Linked DNA regions of Mus musculus: regions 1 and 2 are each linked to region 3. A link is a contact called in public HiChIP or PLAC-seq and Micro-C data. All regions are on one chromosome and are shown on one strand. Each heading gives the region's core, a stretch centred on a gene start, on an enhancer-like site or on the middle of the called end of the contact. The rest is flanking DNA. Distances are from core to core; before and after follow the strand shown.

Region 1 (2,700 bases), core at 143-2,642, 250 kb before region 3:
AGTCCTGCCCCAACCTTCCAAGTAGAATCACAGGCTTATATGAGCCACCATGCACACCAAAAGTACCTTTATTTTTAATGACTTATTTTCTTGAACCACTTTTTAAAAGGTGTGTTTTACTTTGTGGATGCTAGGGATTGAACTCTTTTATGCCTCTTTTATGCTAAGCCCTCTGAGCTCCCCCCCCCAGCTCCCCCTTCCCCCTAACCCTTCCCCCGTTAATTTCTTGTGTTAATTTCTTGTTTGCTTTGTTCCGAAGCAGCGAAGCAGCGGGTCTTGCTGTGAACCCCAGGCTGGCTTCCTACCCTGGAATTCTCTTGTCTAAGCCTTCTGAGTGCTGGAGTTATAGGCGTGTACCCCAACACCCAGCTATTCGAATTCTAATCGAATTACGTTTTCATGAGAGCACGCAATGGCTCTGATTTTTCCCTGTGGCCCCCTAAGATGTGCAGGCAACCAACTCATGCCTTTCAGCGGTGCACACCACCGGGCTCATCACACACACTCCCCAGTCTGTGGCCCAAAACAAGTGGAGCAAAGCTGGTCCCCAGTGCAGCCACTATTGTGTTTACAGCTGCTTCTCCATGTTTGGCTGAGGGAACCCTCATTTGCACCACATCCTTCCTTAGGGAGAATGACGGCGGCTCTACTTGTTTTTACTTCAATCTCCTGTTTCAAAAGTTGCCTTATTTTCAAGCCTTTTCTAACCCCACTCTCCGCAGTGGTGGCTCTCACATTAAAAAAACAAAACAAACAAAAAAAAAGCCATACAGCCAAGATACTTGCCACATTTGGTCCCTTAACAAGACAACCCCCCCCCTTTTTTTTTCCCGGGAATCAGGAGATTTTTCTCACTTTATTTATGTCTAGTATTTTTAGATTGTTGTGGAAACATTTCAATGGTATATGAAAGGCACCTTCGTACTGCCAGGAGCATCTCCTACTCCAGGGCCTTAGGGCGACGACTGCTCGCTACACACGTGGGTGTGTTACCAGGCACGCTTAATTCTCCCATCTCAGAGGGTCCTAGGCCGCGAGCTCCCTGGTTGGAGCGCTTTGGAAGAGAATGGAACTGCCTGAACGGTTGCCAGACTTAACTCCCCAGTGTTTGCAACCAATTCCCTGGGGATCACCAGTTCCCAAAGGGCGGATTCTGGCGGCAAGAGCAAGAGTTGATTTCAGGGTCCATGTCTGGACTGGGGGACGGATTAGCATCAAGTCTCAGCTTATGAGAGGTTTAGGCAAACGCGACCCCTAGGACGCGCAGACACTCCCTTGTCCCCTGTCCAGTAGATAGTCCTACTGCACCCGCGCCTCCTTAAAGCCGCAGCTCCGCCCCGCCCGCCCCGCCTACCCACGGTTCTTTTCAACCGCCGGGCCCCGAGCGATTCCACCGAGCGTCAGAAAGCCACGAGCCCGCAAAGAGCGCACAACTCTCTGTCCCCGTACCGGATCGCGAACCTCAGTTCCATCACCACAACCCGCCATCATGTCCAGCGAGGAGCTGGCCTGCAAGCTGCAGCGCCGGTTGAGACTTGAGGTGCGGGCAGAGACCGACCAGGGCGACCCCCAGCCTGCACCCTGCGATGCCCCAGCCGGGCACCCGGAGCCTGAACCGCCTGCCCGGGCGCCCACAGCCAGCGCGGACTCCGAACTGAACCTCAAGCTGAGCCGCAGGCTGGACATCCACCAGGGTACAGCGCGGCCGGGCCGCTCTAAGGTCTTCAATCCCTACACCGAGTTCCCGGAGTTCAGCCGCCGCCTCCTGAAGGATCTGGAGAAGATGTTCAAAACGTGAGCGCTCGTCCTGCGCCCCCGAAGAACGGGGGATCCGAGACAGGGCACGGGGTGGCCGCGCAGCGAGTGGGACAGTGAGGAAGGAGGTGCAGGCGTTCAGGAGTGCACTGAGCATCTGGCCAAGTGCAGCCAGATCGTGCGCATCAAGTTCATTGCGCGCCATGGGGAACCTCGTCAGGCTGGGGATCTGACCCCGGCGGAGCTCAGAGGGTCCTACTCAAAAGCCCCCTCCCTGAGTCTCCTACTCCCCAGGGCGGGTCCCGCACCCTCCTCCACCCACAGATCCAGAGATTTGCTCCCGGAGCAACTTCTAGGAAGCGAGCCCGGGGCGCACCTCACCTGCCAGCCTTAATTTTATCCCTCAAGGGAGAAATTAGCTGGATTGTCTTTTATCTTATAAAACAAAGGAAACAGTTGACACACGTCTTCAGTAAGGGATGCGAGAAATGAAGGAAGGCTGAGAACAAGGTTGCTTTAAACTCGAAAGACACATAGGCGTCCCTAGACCAGTGCGGGCGGGCGGGGGGTGAGGGGTGGGGGGAGTGGCTGGCGCAGGAGCCTCCTGGGAGCGTCGCCTAGTCAGTTACTCTTCTAACCGGTGAATGGCAGATGCCTCTGGCTGGGAACTGGTGCCTGCCACTAGTCACTAGGGTGCTGCTGGAGCCTCATCACCCCTCAGAAGAGGAGGTCATGCAAAGACCCAGTAGGTGGCCTGTCACGTGAGAGGTCTCTTTGGCCTCATTTCCCCACTTGAAGAGGGAAAGCAGTAATGACTCTTGCTGCTTTTTCCCCTCCCTCCCCCGTTACTTTTCTTTCTAAGCGAGATGTGGTGACATTCTCGTCTAATCCCAACATTTGGTTTTGGGAAGCAGAGGTAATCTCTGAATCCGAGGCCAGCCATGG
Region 2 (2,700 bases), core at 50-2,549, 200 kb after region 3:
CTGTGGTTTGTTCTTCTACTGCCTCAGCCCTAGAGATAGAGGCAGCCACTGGTGTCCATGTCCCTGTCCCCTAGGTCCCCCCTGTCCCTGACTTGTCCATCAACATTCTCTAGGCAGAATCCATTTGAGTTTCCACCAAGCTGGGTTTGAGTTTCCATTAAGCTGGGTTTGAGTTTCCACCAAGCTGGGTTCTTCTTGCTCAGTGAAAGCCCTGGGCAAAGCTCCAGAATGCTGAAGATCTAACAGGGCCTAAATAGCTGCTACTGCCTGCTTGCTGTTGCCCTGGCCCTCCCCTTGCCCTTTCCATATTGTGGCTCTTGTGTTGTGGGGCTCACTGTGACTGGGAGCAAGGTAAAGATAGACAGCCCATTTCAGGTGGCAACGTTGAGCACTCACCATGCTTATGAAAGATCCTTTCTATAGAACATCTCCAGACATACTGTCTGAGACTCCTATGCAAGAAAACTATATGCTTTCTAAGTCTTCCTGAGATGGTTCAAAGAGTGATGGGGAAGGATAGGAACCAACCTTGCAAACAGAGGCACAGACTGTCTGCTTGTAGAGCCCAGGAGAGCTACCAGCCTTCTACCCCCTCACACCTTTTTGCACCTTCCTTCAATGCATCCCGAACCTTCCTGGGATTATGCCACCTTCACCACAACATCCTGAAGCCCCAGCTCAGCAGCCAGGGTCAAAACAGTTCCAACTGGAATGAGGGGCTTTGTGCGGGTGTTTTTAATAAACTATCGAGACATTTGCATAGATTTCTATGGAAACAGCATATTAGGAGGCTTAAATTAGAATTTCAAAAGGCTGCTATCTTGAGTGTCGTGGGAAGTGGGACGAGCTGTCATGCTTCCCAGTCTTCCTGCCTGCGGTGTGATGACTTCTTTGTTGCCTGGGATGTTGCAAAGAGGAGTCAAAAAGGAGGGGGAAATCTCTTTGATTTTTCCTAAAAATAATTAGACTGTGTTGGCAAATGACCATCCTTCAAACAAAAACAGAATCCCCAGAAAGCCTGACTCCTAATTGGTTTGGAGGCCTCAGAGACATGAGAAGGGAAAGACAGTCCTCCGTGGTCGAGGAAGGCGACCCCTTGGAGACTTTTCTGCCTGGTTCTCACTCTGTGGTCTGCAAACCCAGCTTCTTCTTCTCTAACAGGTTTTGTCAAGAGTCAGGAAGGAGAGAATGAAGAGGGAAGTGAAGGAGAGCTGGTGGTACGGTTTGGAGAGACTCTTCCCAAGGTAATCCAGGAAGAAAATGTGCCTGGGGCAGAGGGCTGCAGCAGTGCAGGTTAGTACGCAGCACTGCAGGCTAGTGTGCAGCTACAGCAGTGCAGGCGAGTATTCAGCTGCAGCAGTGCAGGTGAGTATTCAGCTGCAGCAGTGCAGGCGAGTGTGCAGCTACAGCAGTGCAGGCGAGTGTGCAGCTGCAGTAGTGCAGGCTAGTGGGCAGCAGTGCAGGTTGGTGGACAGCTGCAGCAGTGCAAGTTGGTGTGCAGCAGTGCAGGTTAGTGGGCAGCTGCAACAGTGCAAGCGAATATGCAGCTGCAGCAGTGCAGGTTAGTGTGCAGCTGCAGCTCTGTAGGCTAGTGTACAGCTGTAGCTGGTCTGCCCAGAGTACAGCTACAGCAGGTTCATCCAGACTGTAGCCATCCCAGACCAAAGCCATAGAGACCAGCTTAGACACTGTAGTCAAGGGACTTAGGGTATGCTTTTCATCATGGATGGATGACCTCAATATTCCTAAGTGGTTTTCAGCCCTGCTGTGCCTACTCCCCTTTGGTTATTACCTACTTAGTGTTCGCAGCACTTGAGATTGAATCGAGGCTCCTGCAAGCACTAAGCAAGCACCCAACCATTGAGCTATGTCCCTGATTTCCCTGAACACTTTTTAGCAGCAGGAAGTTGAGGGCAGTGCTGACATCCAGGAGTCTGTCACTCACCAAGCCACATCTCTAGCAAACCACAGAATATTTCAAGCCCAACTGGAGGTTTGTGACACATTTACTCAGACAGGGAGCAGGCCTATGGTGTCTTCTCTAATGCAGCCATAGACCTTGGAGGGGTATGAGGAGAGGGATGGTACTGCAAGTCTCATTTCAGACCTGGCTGCTAGACCTTCCCTTGGCCTCTGGGATATGCAAAGAATGGAAGGAAGAATGGAGGCAATGGACCAGGGACCTGGAAGCTCAACTCAACCCAGTTTAGGAAATGGGGTGGGGCAGGGAAGAAAACTATCTCTCACTTGGCTGAGCAATGGGGTCCACCTGCTCTCTTGGGCATGAAGAGCCAAGACCTGAGTTTGCTTAAAAGAACATATTCAGTTCCGTTTTACTATGTATTTATTTATTTTATGAATGAGTGCTCTATCTGCATGTACATCTGCATGCCAGAAGAGGGTATTAGGTTCCATTACAGATGGTTGTGAGCCACCATGTGGTTGCTGGGAATTGAATGCAGGACCTCTGGAAGAGCAGCCAGTGCTCTTAACCACTAAGCCTCTCTCCAGCTCTCCTGATGCATGCAAACACCAAGACTGCTGACCCCCATTTACCTGTCCTGACCTGCCCTCACCTGTGGACTCTAATCTGGTGTCTCCTCTGCAGCTAAAGCCCATTATCTCTGACCCCGAGTACTTACTGGACCAGCATATCCTGATCAGCATTAAATCCTCTGACAGTGACGAGTCCTATGGTAA
Region 3 (2,700 bases), core at 96-2,595:
TCCAGGCCAGCCAGGGTTGCAGTGTGAGACTCAGTCTCACAAACACACCACAATCCCAGCTAAATTAGCTCAGTGGTGCAGCACTAATAAAACTCGGCAGTTCTGCCTAGGAAACCATTAGAACTAGTCATGTCAAAAGCCGCATGCCAGTCAGCCCAGCAGCCAGGGTCCCCTGGAAGCCACCAGGCTCTCATGGTCCAAACGAGTCGCTGCCTGCCCTGGACCCACCTATTTGTTCAATGAGGTTTCTCCAGGAGTCGGCGGGAATGGGATGGATCATCTGCAGGGCCTCCGTGAGAGTGGTGGGGCTGTCGGTGAGGGCTGGGCACTCCTCGGGTGTGGTTCCATTTCCAGGGGTGGAGGATGACTCGCTGCAAGAGAAGGAGGAGAGCGACGGCTGTTTATTTTTAAGCAACGACACACCTTGGCTAGATCGCAAGAGGCGACTGTCGGTCAGCACAAGCGGCTGCTGCCTGGAGGGTACTGCCCCTAAGAGCTTCCAAGCCAAGGGGGGCCACAGTGGCCGCCACGTGTCCGGACCGGGCGAGCCCGACAAACCCTTTTTGTCACCATACCAGGGCGCGACGGGGTGATTCACTCCTACACCAGTCCGCCCAAACCTTCATGTTTTTCGAGCTCGCGGACAGGCGTCGGAAAGTTGGCGTACCCTAGCCGCTGCACAGCGCGGAAGGCCGCCCCAACGGGTCCTGCCAGCCCGCTGCCACCCCACTCCCTTAGCCGTCCCGTGCCCCCTGGCCCCACTCGAGGCTCTGTCCTCCAGTTCCAGAGACTGGGAGCGCAGAGAGGGGCGAAGGGCGGGACGCGCACACTCTGGGCGTCCAGGGACAAGGTGCAGGAGGCCATCCCACGCTGGGACTGGGTGCTAGTGACCTGGAACAGGACGCACGGCTCTCCCAGGGGGAAGGTCCGTCGGATTAGAGTTAGTGGGGGGCAGCAGGAGCCCGGGGGCCGAGGACCCGGATAGGCCGCAGGGGTCCGAGATCATCGCCTAGGGAGCGAGTGTGAGGGAGTACGTGGGGACATTGCGCGGGGGCCGGGATACAGCGGGTCCTCACCTGCCCGGCAGGTGTCCCGCCGCCGAGTCGCGCGTGTCGCTCTCCGAGGTGGAGCTGTCGTGGTCCACGGCGCAGGCGGCGCTGAAGGCTGCAGCCAGCAGCTCCATGGGGACCAGCGACCGGGTAGGCTCAGGGGCTGGTGGGGAGCCGCGCGGGGGGCCCAGGGCCCAGCCGGGGGCAATGCGCGGGCTCTGAGTGAGGTCGCAGCGCGCGCGGCTCAAGCCGGAGCTGCCGCCGCCGCTGCTGTAGAGCGCTCCCGCGGACGAGCGCGCGCCTGGAGGCTCCCGGGGTTGCCACGGCAACGGGGGAGGCGGGCGGGGCGCGCGCGGCGGGGGCGAGGCCGGCGGCGGCGAGGTGGGGGCGCTAGGGCCGGGTGCACCCGGACCAGGGGGCGGTGACTCCCCACATGGACCGGAGCCGCGCAGCGCCTGCCTCCCCCGCGGCCGCCGGGTGCCGGGAGACGCGGGGACAGAGGGAACAGAGCTGCCTCAGCCTATCTCCCCTCTTGCCAGTGGGTCGTTTTTCATAGCTCCGCCCCGGGTTTCTTGAAGGGGAGGGCGAGGCGACCCTCTGTCCCATCCCTTGCCCATTACAATTCAGTCTCCTAGATCATGCTTTGGGAATATATGCCCTCTACTCCCAGTTGGAGAGAAAACAGTTATTTCTCCTGCACTCTTGCTCTTGACTCTCAGGTGTGTGTGTGTGTGTGTGTGTGTGTGTGTGTGTGTGTGTGTGTGTGTGTGTGTGTGAAACCCCCCCACCACCACCACCACTGCAGACGTTTTTCCTGAGTGGGTCTTTCTGCTGGACCAAATCTTTCCCAGCGACCCCCAAACGCTGCCAGGAGGGAGTTAAGGAGAAGTTTCCAGAAACTGCAGTAGGATTTCCCTACCCACAAGTAGATCTGCACCCTACTGTTTGTTAGCTAGTACAGCGCTCAGATAAAACGAGAGGATAAGGAGAGAAATATCTCAAGTCAAGAGTAGTGTGGCCAGTTCTGTAGGTACCTGAGGGTGAGGGTGGGACACAGTGTTCCCCAGCATGGCCCCCTCCACACTCCACCTGTGGGCATTGGTTATAAGGAACCTGTTCCTGGGGGTTTGAGGCAGCTGTGTTTATTGGTTTTTCTGGTATATGAGTATTTTGCCTGCATGTATGTATGTGACCAATGTGTTTGACTGGTACCTTTCAAAATCAGAAAAGAGCGTTGGATCCCTGGAACCGGAATTATGGAATTATTGGAGTTACATGGTTGTGAGCCACCATGTGTGTGCTGGCAACTGAACCTGGGTTCTCTGCTAGAGCAACATGTGTTCTTAACACCTGAGTTGTTGCTCCAGCCTCAAGTGTTGCTTGTTCTTGGATGAGTAGGTGGGAGGCACAGCGGCTGGGACTCAAGAGAAACAGCGATGGCTTTGGGAAGGGAGGGTTGTTTTATTTGGAAGGGGCAATGGTTAGTTTAATTGCCATATGACACAGCCTAGCAAGCAACCACAGAAGAGAGTCTGAAGGAGGGCTTGTCTACATCAGTCATGTCTGTGGGGAATTGTCTTGACTAGGTTAATTGAGGTGGGAAAACCCAGTCTACCTTTGACTGTGCCATTCCCATAAACGGTGTTAGACA

The links. A called contact is a pair of places that touch in the nucleus more often than the background predicts. HiChIP or PLAC-seq counts read pairs in DNA pulled down with a chosen protein or histone mark.
Region 1: a contact with region 3 is called in a Micro-C map of embryonic stem cells, with 2.9 times the contacts expected there. The contact joins the promoter of Efhd1 here to the promoter of Ngef in region 3. A contact is called at or near these places in 1 of 39 promoter capture datasets (neural stem cells), 3 of 484 Hi-C or Micro-C datasets (embryonic stem cells and myeloid progenitors), 3 of 115 datasets of contacts at active chromatin or transcription factors (embryonic stem cells and pancreatic cancer cells) and 2 of 9 other capture datasets (embryonic stem cells and liver).
Region 2: an H3K4me3 HiChIP or PLAC-seq map of forebrain shows a contact between it and region 3, with 10 times the contacts expected there. The contact joins the enhancer-like site here to the promoter of Ngef in region 3. A contact is called at or near these places in 5 of 39 promoter capture datasets (the C10 cell line, cranial neural crest, embryonic stem cells and 2 more), 1 of 484 Hi-C or Micro-C datasets (bone marrow-derived macrophages), 8 of 115 datasets of contacts at active chromatin or transcription factors (craniofacial prominence, embryonic basal ganglia, embryonic forebrain and 5 more) and 4 of 9 other capture datasets (adipose tissue, embryonic stem cells, liver and 1 more).

What each region holds. Positions count from the first base shown.
Region 1 is chr1:87,262,961-87,265,660 of GRCm38.p6, forward strand. It overlaps Efhd1 (EF hand domain containing 1), which reads left to right and starts at 1,393. Exons shown (of 4, transcript NM_028889.3): 1 at 1,393-1,794. The coding sequence starts at 1,490.
Region 2 is chr1:87,708,457-87,711,156 of GRCm38.p6, forward strand. Inpp5d (inositol polyphosphate-5-phosphatase D) reads left to right here. Exons shown (of 27, transcript NM_010566.3): 21 at 1,162-1,244; 22 at 2,609-2,696. All of the region lies in intron 3 of Gm33470 (a long non-coding RNA gene), which reads right to left. Among named protein-coding and RNA genes, the nearest start is that of Gm33470, 15 kb to the right of the region's middle. Within about 2 kb of position 1,300, at least 36 of the 459 cell types and tissues checked have an H3K27ac peak or open chromatin away from gene starts, as enhancers often do. A contact at or near this core is called in embryonic forebrain and forebrain, where this site is marked.
Region 3 is chr1:87,509,017-87,511,716 of GRCm38.p6, forward strand. It overlaps Ngef (neuronal guanine nucleotide exchange factor), which reads right to left and starts at 1,346. Exons shown (of 13, transcript NM_019867.2): 1 at 1,077-1,346; 2 at 229-371. The coding sequence starts at 1,183.